Regions from separate parts of the Rattus norvegicus genome. Here region 1 is linked to region 2. Evidence: chromatin contacts called from public Hi-C data. All regions are on one chromosome and are shown on one strand. The core of a region is the stretch at or near the end of the contact, and the rest is flanking DNA. Distances in the headings are between cores, read along the strand shown.

The links. Hi-C and Micro-C count contacts between places; a contact is called where the count stands out from the background.
Region 1: a contact with region 2 is called in a Hi-C map of liver, with 4 times the contacts expected there. The contact joins two enhancer-like sites. A contact is called at or near these places in 2 of 12 Hi-C or Micro-C datasets (both in liver).

The regions. Positions count from the first base shown.
Region 1 is chr9:90,939,626-90,943,002 of GRCr8, reverse strand. No RefSeq gene overlaps it. Among named protein-coding and RNA genes, the nearest start is that of Irs1, 110 kb to the left of the region's middle. Within about 2 kb of position 1,477, at least 1 of the 93 cell types and tissues checked has an H3K27ac peak or open chromatin away from gene starts, as enhancers often do. A contact at or near this core is called in liver, where this site is marked.
Region 2 is chr9:90,804,270-90,807,559 of GRCr8, reverse strand. No RefSeq gene overlaps it. Among named protein-coding and RNA genes, the nearest start is that of Irs1, 250 kb to the left of the region's middle. Within about 2 kb of position 1,914, at least 3 of the 93 cell types and tissues checked have an H3K27ac peak or open chromatin away from gene starts, as enhancers often do. A contact at or near this core is called in liver, where this site is marked.

The sequences.
Region 1 (3,377 bases), core at 228-2,727, 140 kb before region 2:
CCAGGGCTGCAGTGTGGGGCACAGGTTGTTCATGGTGTGGGAGGCTGGGGGTTGGGATCCCAAGCCTAGTCACAGTTCAGGTCACCGTGCTAACATCGAACTTCAGCTTATTGACTTGAGGGTCCAATTGCACCACAGAGCTATGCAAGGGCATCCTGACTCGCAGATACAAATTAGCTGACTTGTTTTTAAAATACAGATTACAAATTGGGAACTACTATCAAGGGAAAATGACACAGCTTTCTAAATAAAGTGACTCAGTCTTTATCAGCTTCCCCTTCAACCTTTCTGTTTGATTTGCACATTAAGAAGCACCAGCTCTGTATTTTCTAAAAACTTGTTACCATATCCTAGCCATCTAATTATGTATCTATACCATTTCCTGTTCACTGACAGTAAATGTTCTTCTGATCTAGATCAGTTATGGGGGCATGGATTGAGAACTCTGAATTAGCACTGAGCCCTTTCGAGATAATTATTTAAATTCATTAATTTATTCTGCATTTTAATATATTCAGTTTACTGACTTGTTAGATTTTTATATTTTACATTTTTCTGTTGGTTTAGGCTATAGAATAATGTTATACTTAGACATTTCAATGCCGTGGGTTAGTCTCTCTCTCTCTCTCTCTCTCTCTCTCTCTCTCTCTCGTGTGTGAATGTGTGTGTGTATATGTGTGTGTGTGTGTGTGTGTGTGTGTGTGTGTGAGAGAGAGAGAGAGAGAGAGAGAGAGAGAGAGAGAGAGAGATGTATTTACTTATTACTGTAGCTGTGTGCATTTATGTGTTAGTAGAGGGTAGAAGTTAATGTTGAATGTCTCCCCAAATTTCTCTCTACTAAACTAACTTTTTGAGATGGAGTCTCTCATTGCATATGAAGCTAATCGATTCTGCTAGGTTGCCTAACCAGTGAGTTTCAGGGATATTCCTATCCGCCATCCCCCGACCCCCACTTCCAGGCTGAGGTTGCAGGAAAATGCCCTCATGTTTTCTAAGAACTCAAGTCCTCATACTTGTCCAAAGGCACTTTGAGGATTTCAGCATTCCCTCCACCCATACCATGGGCAACTCTAAATAGTGGGGATTAGGTCTGAAGAGTTAATCTTTGAACAGTGACAATAACAATAGTACTAACTGTGGTGGTAATACTGATCCCAGTGACAATCATTTTGGGGAAAATTATCATGTGCTATGGACATTGCTAGATACATCACTCAACCTTTGCAGTTTGTTTTTTACATGTAAGTCAAGGGTTGCCAGTAGAGTTCTGATGTTAAGACTGGGTGTATGGACCTGACTCCCCCTGTGGGAGGTGGGCGGTGTCAGTTGCTTTAGCCTGTATTTTGGAGACTTGTGAATTTAAACTAGACACGATTTTGTATAAGCATAAAAGATCAGGCATGGAGTTACAGTCTTCTCTTACTAGCAGTGGAACTTGGTCATGACAGTAAGGTCACACACATCAAAACTCCAAATCTGCATGAATAAATAAACAGGACTGGGAAGACCTGGAGCCATGCCTACTATCTAGAGCTCCTGGAAACAATGGGCATGTTTTGGTTTTGACTGATAGCATAAAGTTGCTAATCATTGATAAATGGACAGGTCAGCAGACCGTGCTGAGATTCTCTTTCCCTCCATGCCTTATCTCAGATGTGCTGATCTCCAATTATTACCCTTGAGCACTGTGTGACTTCTGCCTAAGGTTTAGACTGAGTTGTGTGGGAGCTGGGAGATGGGGAAGGTACAAAAGGCTTTAGCATTATAATGTGTGGGAACAGAGGCTTGGTGATGATTTCCACACACGACGTATATTTATTTTGGAAGTCTCAGTACTTTGCTACTTAGCATGGGAGTCAATAGAGTTTTGCTTCACTGATTGTCCCTGGAGAATTTTCTTCAGAATTTTATATCAGAGAGGAAGGGAGCAAAGGAAGAAAAAGTCCAGCTGGTTATGCAGAGGATTGGAAGTTAAAATAGAACATTTTATTTTGTACCAGTTAAATAAAATATAAATCTAAAATGTTGTGATTATTTAAGGCATTATTCAAAATAGTTTGAACTTCAGTTTTGTTTTCAGTGAATCCACTATTAATGGAAAGTGGTTTTTATTTATTTATTTATTTATTTATTTATTAATCAATCTATTTATTTATTTTTGGATTTTTTGGCTTTTTAAAGTTGGACTTAATAATACATTGTCATCTGGTTGAGAATATAACAGACTAGAAAATTATCCAATTAACGTTAGAAAATATCCTATAGGGGTTGGGGATTTAGCTCAGTGGTTAGAGCGCTTGCCTAGGAAGCACAAGGCCCTGGGTTCGGTCCCCAGCTCCGAAAAAATAAAGAACCAAAAAAAAAAAAAAAAAAGAAAATATCCTATAATTAAGAATCAGATTGATAGGCATTTTGGTTTAGTTTCAAAGGTTCTTTAAAAAAATGAGTGAGAAAGAGTGGCCAAGATGCTTTGAGGAAATTTTGCACACTTCTTCCAGTAGAGCAAAGGTGCATGGGATATTGGTTCTGAAATGTCCTCCAAAGCCAAGGGCTAAAGACTTGGTCTCTAGACTGTCATATTTTAGAGGAGACGTCTTTAGAGGTCTACACAATTGGAGGAAGTAAATCCTTGCCCACATTCTTTTGAAAGGGGTATTGAAACAGGAACCCCTGTCTTTAACTGAGTGGTTCTCAACTGTCCTAATGCTGTGACCTTTAATACAGCTCCACAGGTCGTGCTGATCTTCAACCATAACATTATTTCCATTGCTACTTCATAACTGTAAGTTTGCTATGATTGTGTATCATAATATAAACCTTTGACATGCAGGATGTCTGACATGTGACCCCTGTGACAAGGTTGTTTGATTCCTGAGGGAGTTGTGACCCACAGGTTGAGAAGCATTGATCGCTTTAGCTGCTTCCAAGCTGTTGTGAGGTGAACAGTTGTGTGCTCACATATTCCCACCTCAGACATCTGGCCTTACTATAGGCCCAAGTGAGGGGAGTAGCCAAGCATGGGGTGAAAGTTCTAAATTTCCCATGGTTCCCCCATGAAAAGAACCTGCTGTCTGTGGGGAGATGATTAAGAAGTGCAATTTTAGAGAGCAGACTCAGGGGGAGAGCAAATGGAGGATGGGAATAAGAAGCCACAGGATTTGTGACTCTTGTCAGTTTCTGCCAAGGACAACTCATGCTCAGCACAGAGACCCTCTCCTCTGGAAATTGAAGCAGAAACATAGGGAATCTGGGACAGTAGGGCATAGGGGGGTGCTTCAAGAAAGAAAGAACAGAATCTTGGGAATCACTGAGCTAAGCTCTTATATATGTCTCAGAATGTGGACATCTCAACTCAGGAGATAGCTGAGAAGTGTTTC
Region 2 (3,290 bases), core at 665-3,164:
TTGCTTGTGTTTTCCTGTAATTCTTTAAGGGATTTTGTGTTTCCTCTTTAAGGGCTTCTGCTTGTTTACCTGTGTTGTCCTGTATTTCTTTAAGGAGTTATTTATGTCCTTAAAGTCCTCTACCTTCATCATGGGATGTGATTTTAAATCCAAATCTTGTTTTTCTGGTGCAGTTGGATATCCAATATTTGCTTTGGTGGGAGAGCTAGGCTCTGATGATGACAAGTAGTCTTGGTTTCTGTTGCTTAGGTTCCTGTGCTTGACTCTCGCCATCAGGTTCTCTCTGGTATTAGCTTATCTTGTTGTTTCTGACAGTGCCTTGACCCTCCTGTAAGCCTGTATGTCAGCACTCTGGTAGATCTGCTTTCTTTCAGCTGGATCTGGGAACAGAGAGCTGCTCCTGGGTTTGTGTATCCTGAGGCCTTGAGGTGGGTCACTTGGAGCAGAAGAGTTGGTCTTACCTCTGCTCTCAGGTATATCAGTGCTCCTGGCAACTAGCTTTCAGCTTTAGTTTCAGGAAAAACTGGAAGGGTCCTGCCCCTGGCTGCTCCTCGGTTCCTGTATCCAGAGGGTACTAGGCAGGTTCCTCTTGGGCCAGGAATGTGAGCAGAAGTGATAGTCTCACCTGAGCTCTCAGGATTGTCTGCACTTCTGATAGTCTAGCTCTCTCTCCCACGGGATTTGGCTACAGAGAGCTGTGGTAGCAGTTCAGTTCTGGGCACCTGTAGAAACCAGAAGGCCATTAGGAAACTCTTACTGCATAAATGAGTATAATTTATTTGTTCACCCTACTACTACTGTGAGGTGGATAGTTTCCCATTGCTTGGGATTCCTTTCGTAAGTTTAAATGTACACAAATTTTTGTTGAGTTTATGTCAAGTTGTAGAACAGGGTTATGGTAAATGTAATCTGTTTATTATCAGGAGATACTATTCTTTAAGTATTTTATTTTTTCATTTTCAATATTAGGTATAATATGGCAAAAAATGAGACCTGACAAAATAAATGAAGGAATTGGTATATCTTTAAAATCAAATTTTTGATTTGTAATATTTAAAATAAGCTAATCATTTGTTTAAAAATGTATCCAACTTTTCATCTAATTTTTGAGTCATAGATTTAAAGGAAAAAGAAACGACCAAGACCATTTCCTTTTGCTTTTTAGGTAGAGTTCTCGAAAATGTAAATGCAGACTATAACATCTCATTGGAAAATTGTTAATATATGAACTGAAAACTGTGGATTGATTACACTGCTACATTACATGATATATGAAGGTCATGGAGAGGAAATAATATCTTAAGGGATCAACTCCCCGGCTATATCAAGAAGAGACAGAGTATCCACAAAGTCAGAGAGCTGGTTTTCAGCTTTACTGTGTCACATCACCGAGTTTTCTTCTTTTTGGTTGTTTCTGAAGTAGAATTTTGTTTTTTCTCAGCAGTTCCCTGGACCTCCAATGTCACCAGCCTATTTTCTGCTCAGTGGCCACCTCATGTTCGAATCCAGGTAACAGGGAAGAGAGCGGTGGGAGGTACTTTTTGCGAAGTCTTTCTTTGTTCACTGTGCCATGTGTTTAAGCCTTGGTATATATTTCTCTAGCTTGATCTAACTCCCTTGCAATTAATATGAGTTCCTCCTCGATCCTGGTTTTAGGCTGGCTATCAATCACAGCTCTTTTGTTCATTTTCTGCATGTCCTGTTTTTGTAGACTGTTCGTGGCTTTCATGAGAAGTTGGGGGTGTTATGCTGGGAATAGCCTACCATATATCATATTTTTGAACTGCTCTAATGTATGTTTATTCCTACAGATAGCTGTTTATATTTAACTCAGCAGGTTGGATTTCATAGGGTAAGTTTGGTCAAAACATGTTGGTTGGGTTTCAAAATCTTGTACTCTGATCTCTTTGGACACTTTGCCATGTCACGCTGAATCATTTGCTAGCAAATACCTCAGAGTTCACGCCACACAAATAGTTTACACAAACTCTGCTTTTGGAATAAAACTGCAGGTATGCAGAACAGGACAATAAAGGTTATAGAAGAGACATATTTGAAAAGGAATTCTACTTATTAAGCTATATTTTCCACCTTTTAATACATGCCACAACTGTGATTACATAGTTGTATAACTATTTGATGTCTACCTGTCCCTTTTAGTGCAGACTTATTGAAGATACTCTCTCTGTCTCTTTGACTGTCTGTCGCTGTCTTTCTACCTCTGTCTGTCTCCCACAATCTCCAGTTCTAACATAGGAACAGGATTACACAGAGGAAATATCAATATCTCTCTATTTTAATATCTATCTATCTATCTATCTATCTATCTATCTATCTATCTATCTATCATGTGATGCTCACCACTCTCCCAACCTTTCCCTTTTAGAAAAGGCTCTAGTGACTGGTAGAAACTGGTTCTTTTTCAAAGACTGAGACCTGGGAAACAAGTTGTGACTGATAGTATGTACTGAGCAGAGCCACTTTTACAAGTCTGTTTCCAGTGCTTGGATGAGAAGTAATAAGAAGAGATGACATAGAACAAGGGTTGCACTTTATTTTCAATAAGTCAAGTGAAATTATATGGAAAAGCCAAACCAACAGTCAAGATTGATGCTATCTCCACAAGTCAGTTAAGTTGTACATTAAAAAAAATCAAACTTAGAGCAGCCACTTGCACGTGCTTGCACACTCTTTTGGATATGCATATCTTTGTACAGTGATCGTGACTCACATACAGCCATTGCTCGCTTTTTCCAAACATTCTGAAATTATAGTCTTAGTGCCTTGAATCATGCGAAGCACCTCGAGTTACTAACGCTGGCCTCACCGTTTGGCTTGATGTATGTTTAGTCTATTTCTTCTTGGCAAAAATGTTTTAGAGCAAGTGTCCGAGCAGAAGGCTGACAAAATGTTCTTTTTCCTCCTCATCTGTGTGGTCTTGTTTAGCAGAAACTATATACATAAAGAAGAGAAGCTGAGTGAATTTGTTCAAGGGAAACACTCACATCTATTTGTCAGGGTACTGAGCATCAAGAATAATCCACGAGAGGCTGTTGAATTTTAAGGGAGAGAGAGAGGAGTTTCCTCCCTACTATTTGTTGTTCTGGCTATTTAATTAAAACGTGACCTTATTTCATTTCAACAAAAATGAAAATCATACAAGTACGGGAAATAGTTTTAAGTGAGGAAGGGGCACTTTTCTTTCCAATACTTAGCATTCTTGCTGCCCCTGCTTAAAATTACTAAGTATGGCTTATTTTTTTCTTTTTAACTTTTGGTTTTTGAACTTT